5 separate regions of the Mus musculus genome follow, and all the other regions are linked to region 3. The links are chromatin contacts, called in public Hi-C, HiChIP or PLAC-seq and promoter capture Hi-C maps. All regions are on one chromosome and are shown on one strand. The core of a region is the stretch at or near the end of the contact, and the rest is flanking DNA. Distances in the headings are between cores, read along the strand shown.

What was found. Promoter capture Hi-C pulls out the DNA fragments that hold promoters and counts their contacts. A called contact is a pair of places that touch in the nucleus more often than the background predicts. HiChIP or PLAC-seq counts read pairs in DNA pulled down with a chosen protein or histone mark.
Region 1: a promoter capture Hi-C map of embryonic stem cells shows a contact between it and region 3, with 9 times the contacts expected there. The contact joins the promoter of Nkd1 here to the promoter of Tox3 in region 3. A contact is called at or near these places in 3 of 39 promoter capture datasets (embryonic stem cells, hippocampal neurons and liver).
Region 2: a contact with region 3 is called in a promoter capture Hi-C map of embryonic stem cells, with 6 times the contacts expected there. The contact joins the promoter of Snx20 here to the promoter of Tox3 in region 3. A contact is called at or near these places in 1 of 39 promoter capture datasets (embryonic stem cells), 1 of 484 Hi-C or Micro-C datasets (embryonic stem cells) and 1 of 115 datasets of contacts at active chromatin or transcription factors (embryonic stem cells).
Region 4: a contact with region 3 is called in a Hi-C map of embryonic stem cells, with 6 times the contacts expected there. The contact joins the promoter of Irx3os here to the promoter of Tox3 in region 3. A contact is called at or near these places in 1 of 39 promoter capture datasets (embryonic stem cells) and 2 of 484 Hi-C or Micro-C datasets (both in embryonic stem cells).
Region 5: an H3K4me3 HiChIP or PLAC-seq map of embryonic stem cells shows a contact between it and region 3, with 7 read pairs. The contact joins the promoter of Sall1 here to the promoter of Tox3 in region 3. A contact is called at or near these places in 2 of 115 datasets of contacts at active chromatin or transcription factors (astrocytes and embryonic stem cells).

What each region holds. Positions count from the first base shown.
Region 1 is chr8:88,520,023-88,522,722 of GRCm38.p6, forward strand. Nkd1 (naked cuticle 1) reads left to right here and starts at 1,322. Exons shown (of 10, transcript NM_027280.3): 1 at 1,322-1,509; 2 at 1,625-1,657; 3 at 2,265-2,398. The coding sequence starts at 1,485. Gm35162 (predicted gene, 35162) reads right to left here and starts at 1,099. Exons shown (of 2, transcript NR_168470.1): 1 at 948-1,099.
Region 2 is chr8:88,634,839-88,637,538 of GRCm38.p6, forward strand. Snx20 (sorting nexin 20) reads right to left here and starts at 1,290. Exons shown (of 4, transcript NM_027840.3): 1 at 1,148-1,290.
Region 3 is chr8:90,346,804-90,349,503 of GRCm38.p6, forward strand. Tox3 (TOX high mobility group box family member 3) reads right to left here and starts at 1,449. Exons shown (of 7, transcript NM_172913.3): 1 at 1,060-1,449. The coding sequence starts at 1,146.
Region 4 is chr8:91,801,976-91,804,675 of GRCm38.p6, forward strand. Irx3os (a long non-coding RNA gene) reads left to right here and starts at 1,361. Exons shown (of 4, transcript XR_003947581.1): 1 at 1,361-1,745; 2 at 1,838-2,700.
Region 5 is chr8:89,041,540-89,044,239 of GRCm38.p6, forward strand. It overlaps Sall1 (spalt like transcription factor 1), which reads right to left and starts at 1,323. Exons shown (of 3, transcript NM_001371070.1): 1 at 813-1,323. The coding sequence starts at 888. Gm3134 (predicted gene 3134) reads left to right here. Exons shown (of 3, transcript NR_166639.1): 1 at 1-257.

The sequences.
Region 1 (2,700 bases), core at 72-2,571, 1.8 Mb before region 3:
TGGCAAGCAACTTTAGCAGCTGAGCCATCTGGATGACACACCTGTTTAACTTTTTAAAAATTGTAGCGCCTAGGGCTCAGGACATAGCTCAATCACAGTGTTTGCTTGCCTAGCACCGGCTTGTCAAAGCAGTGCTCTGGGATTGACTCCCAGATCCCTTCCCACAAAGTGCTTACTTGTAAGTCTAAAAACGACCAACCACTGTAGGTCACCTGTTTATATTGAGTATCGCAGCACAGGGGAGCAGGTTTTAAAAAAATGAGGAGAACTAAGTCTCCATTGTACAGATCATAAAACTGAGGCTGAAGCAGTGAGTCTAGCTCTAAGAGCAGAACTGGTTCTTTCCCATGCCCAGGCTCAGATACCAGGATAAGCTTAGCGCGGGGACAGCAGAGAACGTCCTTCTAAGGACCACAAAGGTATATAGTGGAAGCCTTTAAGTCGCCTTCCCCTTTGCAGAGACCTCCCCAGACAAAACAAACAGGCCCTTGGGGTCTGCAGAACTGCAGGGGGGAAGGGGGAAACGGAAACTAAGAAAGATCAAAGATCCGGCGGTTCACCGCTCCTGGCCTCATAGCTTGGCAGCTCGCCCCGATCCCAGTTGGGCACTCAGGAGCCCATGGGCGAAGAAGAGTTGCGAGTGACAAGGGGACAGCTCGGGGTTCCTGTACACTTGTTGTTAACAGGAGTGGGCCTGAACTCCCTCTAGCCAGCAAGGTGTCCAGTTGATTTCTACTGGACTCCCAAATGGGAAAAAAAAAAAAAAAAGAAAAACCCAAAAAACAAAATCAAACAAACCCAAAACCCAGAGTAGTCAAAGAAAAGGGCAGGCAGCTGAAAACAGGGATTGAGCACTGTAAGTCTGGGAAGGGACAGCACCATGGGAGAGCAGTAGACACGTATGCTAGGGCATCTGAGGTCGCCAGTTATAACCTCAGTTTCCCCACCTGTGAACTCGAGCCATCCAGTCCCACTCTGGCAGCTTCGAGGAAATGCAGAGAAGAGGGAAGTCTCAGTGTCACCAGCGAGGGCAGCGCTGTTCCACCACCCAGCGGCCAAAGCCTCCGCCCGGTCCCGACTCAGGCCCCGAGGTTCGCACGGGGGGCTTGGGGCCCAGCACACCCAAAGCCCCTCCCCATCGAGGCTCCACCCCTCCCCGCCCACAGGCCACGCCCTCTGTGGTCCCGCCCATCGGCCAGCCCCTACCCGCAGGCCCCGCCTCTACCCGCCCCGCCGCGTCCGCCTCGCCTTTGATGGGCCGCTGCCGGCCAATGGGCGCTCAGGGAGGCGCGGGGCCGCGGCGGCGGGCAGGGGGCTCGGCGCGCCCGGGCGTCAGTCCGGCCGCGGCGACGGCGGCAGGAGCGCGTCCCGGCGCCGCCTAAGGCTGCGCTCGGCGCGCGGACTGTGAGGAGGAGGCGAGCGAGGCTGGCGCGGGGTCGGCGGCCGGACGCATGGCTTAGGACGCTCCGCCGCCGCGCCCCAGCATGGGGAAACTTCACTCGAAGCCGGGTCAGTGTCCTCGCCTGCGCGCCGGCCGCGGCCCCGCGTCCTCTCGCCGGTGCTAACTCTCCCTCTCCTTTCTTTCCGGCTCCCGCCGCCGCCGCCGCGCGCGATGTGCCCGCAGCCGCCGTGTGCAAGCGCAGGGAGAGCCCGGAAGGTAGGCGTGCGGGCCACCAGCCCGGGGGGCGCGAGGGAGGCGGCGCGGACCGCCCTGCCGCTGGATCTCATTACCAGGGTTGCCTCAGCCCCCAGCCCCGCCCCGGGAGCGCTCTTTGGGGCCCCTCTGTCCCTCCTACCCGTTCCCCACAGCCCGGTGCTCCCACTGCTGACCCTAACCCCCTCCACTTTGGCGGCGGCGTCTTCCCTTCAGCTCCCCAAGATCTTGCGCCTTCCTCTAGTCGCCAGCCCCTACTCCGGAGAACTTGGTCTCTGGTCTCACTGCACCCTCTCTGCTGACCCTCATCTCTCTCCTTCGCAATCCCTGCCTCCCGCGCTCCTTCCTCTCTGATCCCCGAACTCCTTCAGTCAGGGTATATTGCCTCCTCCCTTTCACCCTCTGAATCCTCCTAGCACTTAGGATCTCGCCGAGCCCCCTTCCTTGGCTATTTCGCTCTTTTGGATTCTGCTCCGTCTGGTGCTTGACCCTCTTGCCAAGTCTTTACTCTCCGGGCTGTGCCGCCTTGTCTCCTTCCCTTCACTCTCTGGTAACTTTTTGCCAGCCGGGGGGGCCCAGACTCAATGTCTTCGTGTTCTTCCCGCCTCAGGTGACAGCTTTGCTGTAAGCGCTGCTTGGGCAAGGAAAGGCATCGAGGAGTGGATCGGGAGGCAGCGCTGTCCAGGCAGCGTCTCAGGACCCCGTCAGCTGAGATTGGCAGGCACTGTTGGTCGAGGCACTCGGGTATGGCCCCCCACTCCGTTCCATCCTTTCACCCCTTTTAGCCTTGGGGAGAGTCTGAGGATCTCCCCCTACTCCAACTTTTAGCATCCCGCTTGCACATTGTTCTAAGTCCAAAAATCCCTTCTCAGCCACTGTGTGCCCCACTAGCCCTACTTGTGCCCTATGCTTTGGAGGACCCTTGTCGATCAAGTGGGCACCAGTCTCCTGCCCAGCTGGGCACAGAGGGTTGCTTGGGGAGGAAGTGCCAGGGAGGCGATGATACAGGTCCAGTGGGGTGGGGAAACTATGCTGTGTTTCTGTGT
Region 2 (2,700 bases), core at 40-2,539, 1.7 Mb before region 3:
TTTGCTAAGCTCCTTGGTTTTTTGTTTTTTTAGTTTTTTGAGACAGAGTTTCTCTGTATAGCCCTGGCTGTCCTGGAACTCACTCTGTAGACCAGGCTGGCCTCGAACTCAGAAATCTGCCTGCCTCTGCCTCCCAAGTGCTGGGATCAAAGGCCTGCGCCACTACGCCCAGCTGCTAAGCTCCTTGGGGACAGAGGGTTCTGAGGGCTGCCTTATCACTCCACACCCTCAGTGGGAAAGATTTCTAGCCATCAGAACAAAGCACTGCAGATGTTGGGACTGGACTTGGCCCAGAGGACAGAGCAGAGTCGCAGGCTCCCACCCCTCCACCCCTTACTATCTTCTGTGCATGACAATCTTCATTTTCCGGGAGCCTTGGCTCTTGTTCCCCACTTCAAGGGGCCCTGCCCTCTTCAGTCCTCCTCCTTCATACACAGGGCCACTTGTAGAGCCGAGGCCACCTTTCTCGGGGGCAGGGGGAAGGTTGTGGGGGGTGGCTAATGAAAATCTGGTAGAATATAGTAAAAGCCCTTGCCCATAAGACAGAAGAACTGAGAGGCACCCATTCAAAGAGGAGGAGGAAGGAAGGAAAGGAAGGACAGGGAGCGGCAGCCCTGGCTGCGGGAGTTTGAGTTTAAGTCTCCTTTCTTTGTAGGGCAGCCTCCTCAGGTCTCCATTGAAGGGCCAGCCAAGGCTCCACCTGCCCTGAGCACCATGGGACCCCTGGGTGCTTCTCTGTGGAGCTTGCCGCTGGAAGCGCTCTCAGTTGGGTGTGCACATCAGAATCCCCACTGGGACTGGGGAGAGGAAGTGTTAGGAGCTCTAAGGCAAGCAGGCTGCCTACCCCACAACACCCAGACAGAGCTGGGGTGGGCTCCGGATTCTTACTCGGCTACAGGGTCCACCCTTTGAGAAATACAAGCCTGGACTTGTTCCCAGGAACAGGACCAGTGCCTGGCATTGCAAAAGGAGTCAGGCTTAGAGGTTGGAGGTGGGTTTGGCCCCAGTTTCTAAGGACAGCCCATACTCTCACCACCCTTGGTCCCTCCTAACCAGTACCCAGGGAGTTCCTAGAGGGCCTCTCAAGGACATCACTGGGTCTCAGGGCGCAGAAGCCAGCTACGCTTGGGGTCAAACACTGACTGACCTGGGATCTTCAGGCTTTGTGGGTTCGGGGTCCAGGAGAGTCACATGCCCCAGTCCGATCTCTTTTTGCAAGGTCCAACTAGATGGCTGAATGTCTGCCGCAATCCTGAGTTCTCCTTTTGAAAACAGGAAATGGGCTGAGTGATCTCCTTCAGGGGCCCCAGCTTATTGGTTGCTGAAAGATGTACATTGAACCTCCTAGACAAATATCTGCAGTACATCATACAGGCCACGTGGGTCAAGGCCACCAACAGGAGGACAGTTTAACTTCACAGCAGCTTTAAGCAGCTTGATACGTATTAGACACCCGAACGATAGCTGGCATTTGGAGAATTCATTTCAAAGTCCTTTGTTTTAGTCCTTTTCTGTGGCAATGACAGAAGACGATAAACTGAAGGAAAAAAAATCACACACACGAAAGTTTATTTAGTTTATAGCTCTGGATCCGGAACATGCAAGAGCACACTGGTAGTGTCTGTGAGGGCTGTCCTGCCGCATGTGACATGCCATGGTAGGAGGTGGACAGACAAGAGAAAGCTTACCTTATGCACCCCAGTTTCACAGTTACAGCATAAATCCCTTTATGAAGACTGTCCTTATGACAGTCAACTCTCAGAAGACCCTACCTCCCAAACCCATTATGTTAGGGATCTCAGTCTAACATGAGGATTTGGGGATACATTCTTTTAATAGTTATTATCCTAGCTATGAGCTAGGCATAATGGGGCCCTTCGTGTTCTGTTGACAAGCTGGAGAACTGAGGTTTGGTGCATGGAGCTGGTGGGATGCGGAGCCAGTGCCTGACACAGAAAGGTCATGGGATAGGCTAGGGTACGGCCCAGGTGGACATCTTGCACTCCCCTGGCTGTGAATGAGCCAGGCTGTACCTTCTCTACCCTTGGCATGGCTAATACTTCTTGAAGCCATTCTACAGTGTGGGCAGGGGTGTCACCTCATAGCTTACAACACTGGGTCCCACAAAGGATAATTATGGTAGACATTTTACAGGCTTATTTCCCACCCATCTCTTCTCCGTTGGAGTCCATTGCCTTCTTTGTCTTTTATCGAATTGCGTTAATGGCTGAAGATAGGCCGAGAGGGTTCCTTTGGGTACATGTGCTTCTTAATCTCTTTTTCCTCCCGAGGCTCACATTTGCACTGAAAGGATCTTGTGATGAATAGATGCTGTCTACCATGCTCAACTAAATCAATCTTGCTTTTCACTGTCACAGAGGTTTCGCCCTCATTTGCATCTGCTTCAACCCCACAGGCCCTCAGGAAGCTTATGATGAGTCAAGGTGTACAGAACACTTAATGGTGTCATGCTGAGCGTGTGAGGCTGGCAACTGAGGGCATACTAAAATCCTCATCGTTTGCCTTTCTGCTCAGGACTCTGTACAACATCCTGCCTCTCTGCACCACCATCACTATCATACCAAGAACACACATATCCATAAGAATTTGGTTTTGGCAAGAGCTTGAGAGAACTACTGTGCATGGCGTGCCTCTGGCTAGCCAGTCCCAGCTGCAAGGGCCGGATCTCATTTGCCTCTG
Region 3 (2,700 bases), core at 199-2,698:
TATTGCACCTTTCTTTTGGCTGCCTCTGTATTTCCTCCTCCGTTATCCAAGCAATCATAAACAAACTAGGATTTGAAAGAAAAGTCGGAGAGGAGGGAGGAGCAGGGGGAAGGGGAAACACACACACACACACACACACACACACAACACACACACACACAATCAAAAGGCGCAGGACTCTTTCTCTGAATATCGCCCTCAGGGTTATGTCGCAAAGCTCTGTGGTGGGAGCAGTAGGCAAGGTAGACAACCGGATCCGGGAAGCCCACTGACTGCGTCCAAGGTCCACCTATGACCACCTGAATCGCTTACTCCTGTAAGTTTGTGCGGCAAGAGGTGAGGAAGATGGGGTGACCCTGAGGCATGATGTGGAGCTGCAACTCTGATCTCCATGAAAGAAAAAAAACTTAACCCGCCCTCCTCCGCAAAATAAAATAAAATACGAAAGCCCACTGCCTTAACTCGGAAGAGGCGAGCATCTTGGTCTAGTAGACCAAAGCGCCCTAGAGCAGGGGAAGTAAGAGGCACCTGCTGGGATCCTGCAACTTCAGGCTTCCCAGATCCAGACCCCAGACCCAGCCACACTCTATAAAGTTTGTTCATCTTCTCCAAGCTCCCGGGGACCAGCTCCTGACTGGGTGGGTGAGGTGAGATGGGCTGCGAAGGTATGGAATCTCTGGCCCACGAGATCGGGGACCCCCTACGTAGCGTGTCCCCCCACCCCCATGCACACATAGTAGGGGTGTTGCAATCGAGTTTACTAATAACATCAACAAAGAATCACACGCCAGTCTCGGCTCAGTCCCGGGACTGCGCTTCACACAGCTTTTAGGGGGAGCGGGGGAGGGGACCAGGAGGGCAGAGGGAGCGCCAGCAGAGGGACAAAAAGGTGGGTAGAAAGGGCACGTAAAGAGAAGACGAAAAGAGTTGGTCGGAGACTAAGGCGCACCGAGAAGCCAGCGGGTGGGAAGGAAAGATCAGAAAGAAAGTGCAGCAGGCTAGGCGGGACGAGGGACGCGCCCGGGATGGAGAGGTGGCCCCCGCCCCCGGCCCGGTCACCTTGCTGTAGCCGTAGTACCCCAGGCACTGCGCGAAGTCCAGGCCGGCTGGGTCCCCGGCCGCCGCGGGGTAGAACCTCACATCCATGCCGGGGCCGGGGGCTGGGGGCCGGGGCTGGAACTCGCCGGGGCCGCTACCCGCCTCCTCGCGGCCGTACGATCCACCGTCGAGGACGCCCGGCCGGGGGCGCCCGGGGACAGCGCACGGGCCGTGGGACTGTAGGGGCGTCGCGCGGGGGCCGCCGACGAGCCCGGGAGCTGCGGCTGCAGCACACAAAGGCGCGGCCACGCGAGCCGCGGGAGAGCGGGAGGCGGCCCGAGGGACGCGCCCCACCGGGACACCGAAGCTGGCTGCGCGCGGGCCGGGCGCCCGGGGCGCGGGGCGCAGCGCGTGGGCCCGGGACGGCCGGCGAGCTCAGGTGCGCGGCGAAGCTGGGACGGCGGCGGCGGCAGCGGCGGCGGCTGGCCCCGCTCCTCCTCCCCGGGCGGACTGAGCCGAGGAGCCGCGGAGACAAGGGGCCCGGCCCCTCCCCTGCCGCTCCCCCTCCTGCCGCCGCCGGTCCCCTCCCCGCGCCGCTGCCGCTCCGCCCCTCCCACCGCGGGCAGCTGGCGCGCCGCCCGCCCCGCCGGTGCGCTCCGCCGCCGACCGCCTCCGGGCTCGCGCCCCGCCCCGCGCCCCGTGCAGCCCCGGCCACCGCGCGCTCCTCTCCCGGCCTCTCACCGTCCCACCCCTTCCCTCCCCGGTCCTCTTTGTCCCCGCGGCCTCACCGCTCTCCCCGCTCCCGGGCCTCCCTCGGCCTCCCCGCTGCTGCCAGCACCGTCCCTCCTCGAGTCCCACTCTTCTCCCGTGCGACCCTCGCTTCCCTTGGCCCCAGCATCCCAAAACCGTCCACTTCTCACCCAGCCCTCTCTTCTGCCCCTACCACCTCGTCCCAGTTCTTGCTGGTGGGGGACCTGTTTCCCAATCCCTCTACCCTACTTACTCTTCTACTTGGATATCCCCGGTATAGACTCAGCCCAGAAACTAACCTGTGCAGGTGGCTCCTGAGCCAGGAGCCGGAACCCCATGTACACCTGTGGTCTTTACCAGAGGGGTGTTAGGGCCTGACCTTTCACAAGTAAGCAGACTTGAAGCTTCCCAGGTTAAGCCTCAAGTCCGGTCTCTTTGTATTTTCTTTACTCTTGTTTGTTTTCGAAAGGCATTTGAGTAACTGGATCTAGGCGGATCACTCGCTGCTCTCCTAGAGAAAATGTCCCTCTTTTCCTAAAAGGTTCTGGGTGATTAACTTCCCCACGCTGCACCCACCCACCCTCTTATTTCTTTCTCTTTCTTTTAATCTACATTTCTCTCCCCCCACCCTCCGCCCCCATACCCCCACCATCACCACCACCCTTGGCTTTATTGCTCTGAGTTAATTTGAAAGTTTGGCCTTCAGCCTTGGCGCTAGAAAATGTTGGCTGAGCTGTGAGATCTCCCTTTCTCGGTTCAGTTATCTGCGAACTACTTTGAACTAGAAGGGAAAGATGTTAAACTATTTCAACTGACAGTCTCTAAAGGTGTGGGGCCTGGATCACTTCGCTGGTCTGGGACCTGAACTTTTCCAGACATGCACGGATTTCTAAGTGTTCTCCAGCTTGCAAC
Region 4 (2,700 bases), core at 111-2,610, 1.5 Mb after region 3:
CCCCCTCCTTCACCCTTCCCCAAATCTCGAGTCTGACGTCGCGCCCTCTTATTCGACTTTTCCCTGCGTCTCCTCCTGGAGTCGCCAATCACCCGGGAGCCTTCTGGGCGAGGCGGCCCTCCCCCGCGAGTACAGAGCGCCGGGCGGGGCGGGGCGGGACTGGACTCAGTCTCTTCCCGCCCCCTCCTGCCCGCACTCGGAGGGGAGAGCCGAGACCACGAGTGGCGGCTTAGTACAGGGTCACCTAGCCCCTCAGGTCTTCCAACTCCTCAATTCTCAGCCCCCTTCGAAGCTGTAGTTCCGGGTTGGGACAGGACCCTGGACCAAGGCAGGCTTCCGGGGCTTCCCGCCCTCCCCCCCCCCCCCCCGTGGCTCCCTTTGCACTTTTCAGCTCTGGTCCCTAGGTCGTTCTCCAAAGCCTAAGCCTGCAGCTAAAAGAGTGAACGTGCTGCCTGGGAGTTGGGAGTGCTGCCTCTCCGAGCTTTAAAAGACCTATTCTGTGCTGGGTGGGGGGAGGGCGGGGGAACCCCGCAGTTTGCTACATTTACACCTCCAGGGTACCTTGTTGAGAATCCTCACAAGAAATAGTGAGTTTGGCGCCTAGGTGGTCTGGTGGAACAAGCAAGGAGTTGGTGGAGCTCCTGGCTATGGAGTGGGGGAGGAGCAGAGAAACTTAGAGCCTAGGCTCTGGGAACTTTCCGAAAGCTCTTCCGAGAAGTTTCTATGTTGGTGTGATTTTTTTTTTTTTAATTGCGACCATTCATTTCACTATCCCCCTCCCCTTTCCGCTCTCTGGTCCCCAGACCCAGCGTTTTTCTTTTGGCGAGAATTCCCCCAGAGCCGTAGAGAGTGTGCATTGTGGGGGCGGGGAGCAAGACTTTGGTTTTATGGTAGGATATTTCCTAAATCTAACTTGAAATGTGAGTGTCCAAGTGCCCACCGTCACGGATTAGTGTGTGCAGTGGAAAGTCATACTGAAATTCCCGGGATAGCTGGAGCTCCCAGATAAGGCTGTAGCGGCGACCCACGCGCGGGCCAGGCCTGCTGTGGGCCTGCGGACTGAACAACTCCCCGGCTGCGATTCTTCAGTAGAGTGAAGAGCCCTAGCTTAGAGGCAGAAAAACCACCCCAAGGGCCTCCGACTGAACTAAGAATCAAACCGGAACTCGCCAGCTTGGAGGAATCTAAGGGTCCCGGGCTGGCCGGGCTCTAGTGTGAATACAGTTAGGGAATGGATTTCTTTCTCCCTGGCCCTGGCCTCCAGTTTTGACCCCCATGTCCCACCTCTGGCTGCATTCCACTGACCTTAGGCTCCAGGAGGTACTAACTCAGAAAATTAGTGGGAGAAACACAAACAGAAGTTTGGGGAGCTACCAAGTCTAGGGTTCGATGTCAGCATGTGGGGTCTTCCTAAATTGAATCTGTGCAGCTTCTCTGTGGTCTCCTGGTCTCCTTGCCTGGTGCTGGAGGTTGGCTTTAAGGTGAGCCTGGACAGAGGAGGCATAGTAGGATCAGCTCAGGCCTTCGAATGGCTTCCCCGCAGCCTGATTCCGTTTCTGGTTAAACCTGTCACAGGAAGCCAGGGCTCACCTGCTCAAGCAAAGGTCTTAGGGTTGTAGAATAGAGGTGACATTATTTTCCAGGATCTTTCCTGTGTATAGGATGGTGAGTCTTTTAAGACAGCCGGGACGACCTACCTACACAGAACTGGACCAGACCAATGGGCGACAGAGCCAGATTGCAAGGTGGGCGAAGGGGTTTCGCTGTACATGTCTGGGCAAAACCACGAGTATTTCATTCCTTTTTGTTTGTTTGTTTGTTTTGTTTTGTTTTTCAGAAGGGAAAGAAAAACAAAACGCAACACCACACAACAACACCACACAAGAGCCTCTGAGATGCTCCTTCCTTCCTTACTGCATTAACCAGCTATCGACCTGGTTGTGTCCGATTGCGATGATGGGCTGAGAGAAAGAACACCGGAAGAGCCAGGCTGTTCTCAGGAAGGACTCACGCCGGCCACGGGGCCGCCCCTGGCCCAGAGGGTGAACCTCTAGACCCAGGCATGAACCTAAGAACCTCGCTTAATTAGATTCCTCCAGGCATCCCAGGCCTGGAGTAGAAACAGCTACCAGTTACCCCGTGACCAACTGGGAAGAGCTTTGGTCTGGCCCTGAAATCAGCAACCCACGCCGGGACCCAGTATCCCAAGCGACTGGAGTCACTGCATGGCTCTGATTCCTCAACAAGACCAGGCCAGTGGAACTCAGCTCTTAGACTAAACTCGCGAGTCCGCGGAGAGCTGAAGCTTTTCATGGGATTTTTAATCCAGGAGATTAGGTCAGACAGACAGATTCGCACAGAGAGTGAGGAGAAGCAGGTGCATCGGGAGTTGATTGGGGAAAGACCTGAGCGCAACAGCAGGAGACCAGCAGGAGCTTCTCCCTCACCCCCTCTTTCTCCCAACAGGCACAGTGCACAAAGCGCTCGCCGCGGACGCTCTGTGGTCTGGGATCAGGGCGCCAGGAGCATACAGAAAAGGTGTACGCCGAGGACACGTGGCGCACGAAGCTGTGCGCGCTGGAGGACAACTACAAGGGGTGCCCTATGTGTAGCCAGAGGCCCACCAGCTTCGGGGTCGGACACTCCGAACCACCAGCCCCCATCTCTTCCCTCCCCTGGTCCAGCTCCCCGATGTGCCCG
Region 5 (2,700 bases), core at 73-2,572, 1.3 Mb before region 3:
AATGACCCTTACCAGAACGGGTCCCGAAGGATGGGACTCCATAATACGTGGGGTGCACACATCCAAGCCCGACTTTGACGGGTTATGGGTGCAAGTGTGGAAAGAAACGACAGGAGAACAAACTTGGGAAGCCGGACCAAGCGACACTTCCCTGTCCCTAAGTCAGTCTCCAGAGCGACCGGCAGCACTCGGCCGCGACCCCAGGATGTCGCTCCTCCACCCCAACCCCCAGTTCTCACGGCTCGGAACCCCCAAAGGTACCATGTTTCGCCCGCTAGCCAAGTGGGAACGAGAGTTTGGGGGGGGGGTGGGTACGGAGAGCTCCCCACGCGCTCGGCGTTCAGCCACCCGGACGAAGTAAACTTCTTTAACGTTGGCCGCAGGGCTGGGCGGTGAGGCCCAGGCGACAGAGGCCCAGCCCGGGGACCCGGGTGGCGCGCGGGGAGCGGGAGAGAGCTCGCGTGGGCAGCTCCAGATGGCCTCTGCCCGAGAGATCGCCCCTCGGGGCGGCAGGGTCGTGGCCGCGGCTTCTCCGACCCTCTGGGCGGAGGAGCGAGCCGGCCAGTCGACCCTACTCCGCCCAGTCGAGGACACGGAACTCCGGAAAGCTCCAGCCGGGATAGGCTGGCTCTCCCGGGACAGGGGAAGCCTGGCCCGGCAAATTGAAATCGAGGAAGCATGAAATAAAATCAGACGCGCCGAGTGCAGAAGGCGAAAGCGGCGGTGGGCGCGGGGCCCGCCGCGTGTGCGTGGGTCCGAGTGTGCGTGTGAGTGCGTGTCTGTGTGTCCGCGGCGCCGGCCGGAGCACTCACCATCTCGCCGGGGGAGCGAGGCCACTTCGGGGTCGGATTGGAAATGTTGAGGCTTCGCTTGCTTCCTCCGCGACATGCTGGCTCAAACATCAGCTGGGGCAGAATAAAAAATTACTAAAAAAAAATCTTCTCAAAATTACGGAAATCGAGCGGCGGCGGCGGCGGCTCCCCCCGCCCGCCGGCCCGCCCGCCCCCTCCCCGGCTCCCCGGCCCCGGGCACAGCGCGCATGTGTCCTGCTATAATTATGATTATCAATAATGCATTGCGATTAATCATAGAGGGGCTCTTTGAAAGGCGATTGGCACCGGGCCAGCGCTATTCAAACCCGCTCGCCTTAATCAATTAGTTCGTGATTTGCTGCAGACCCCTGTCTCTCCGCGCGCTGGCCCAATAAGCCGGCCGCGGGGCTGGCTCTGCGCGCCGCGCCGCCCGACTCTTGGTTAACCCTCTTGGCGACCGCCGGGGACTCCGCGGCCCGGCCGCCGGGGGCCTGCCTCCTCGCCACTGCGCGCCCAGCGCCCCGGCCGGCGCCCCCCGCTCGTTCCCCTCCCCCCTCCCCCGCCCTCCATCCCGGGCTGGGCCGACCCGAATTAGCATGCTCGCCCGGGAGCCTAGCGGAGCAGGGCCGCGTGGGGGTGGGGCTGGCGGCGGGGGCTGGGGACCCAGGCTGCGGGCGAGCGGCGAACTTCCTAACTCCCGCGCTGCGTACTGGCCCGCGAGGGGGAGGGAGTCCCGTGGCGGGACGGGGTAGGAGAGGGCGCCCCATTTCGTGAGTGTTCCTTCATTTTCTTTAAGAGCTACCAGAAAGCAGCCCACCCCCACTCTCATAAAAAAAAAAAAGCGAGTGGGGAAGAGCCAGCCCCACGCCAGTCCGCCTCCCGCTCGCTGCCGGGCCTCCCTCCCGCCTGCCCGCCGCCTGGCTCGGAGATCCTTCGCCCAGAGTTCTCCACTCTCAGGATCCCGGGCTCGCGGGGGTGCGGAGAAGAGGACCCAGGAAAGGTTTGGGGACGTGATGGGTTTGGGGCTTGGGGGGAGGGGCAGTTTTCTCGCCACCCCATCCTCTCCCTGCCTGGGAGCGGCGACCCTCCAGCCTCTTGCTGGCTCCTTAGCTCCCTTTCTCTACCTTGGACATTCCCGGGACAATTAGGGCTGAAGTTTTCGGGAGAAGCGCCCCGAGCCCGTGGGATAAGGGGGCGGCTCGGCTCCGCCCAGGACCCCCTCCCGAACCTCCCCCCGGCCGCCCCGGTTGGCTGCAGGGCGCGTCACTCCGCGGGGAGGCGGCGGCCACCGTGGCGCCGCCAAGCTCCGGGCGGGTGGAGAGCAAGGACCTGCCTGAGCTCCGAGTTCAGCTTCTGCGGGAGGGAGGGGAGGGGCGCAGCTAATTCTGTGCTAAGCAGCGCTCCCCTGGCCTGGGTGGTGCTGCTGGAGCCAGACCCTAGGCACCGCCTCTACCCTGGACCCTAGTGCTCCGTGTCCTAGGGGTGGAGGCCGCCACCTCGTCGCAGACGAGGTGGCTACCCGGAGTGAGTGAGCATGGAGGGGGGGTCCTGTTCGTTGCCCTGCTAGCTACGCCGTGACTCGCCTTCACTTTTCCGACACTTGCTACGTGCGGCGCCCAAACTTTTCTCTCCATCTCTCTCTGTTTCTCTCCCAGAGCTGGGAGCCAGCCTCTCTTACCCGCTCACGGGACCCAGGGATCCGGGCCCTGTACTCCCTCTTCCGGGTTTGGGCGCCTGCGAACCTGAGGCTTGGTCCTCGGCTTAGTTTAGACCTCCTCCTGCCTCGGGGTTTCCGCTCGCCGAGGTTCCCGAAGTCCTGCACCCGAAGGACTAAACTAACTAAACTTCGGCTGAGTAATGGGGGTGGAGGCGGGGGAGGGGTGCAGAT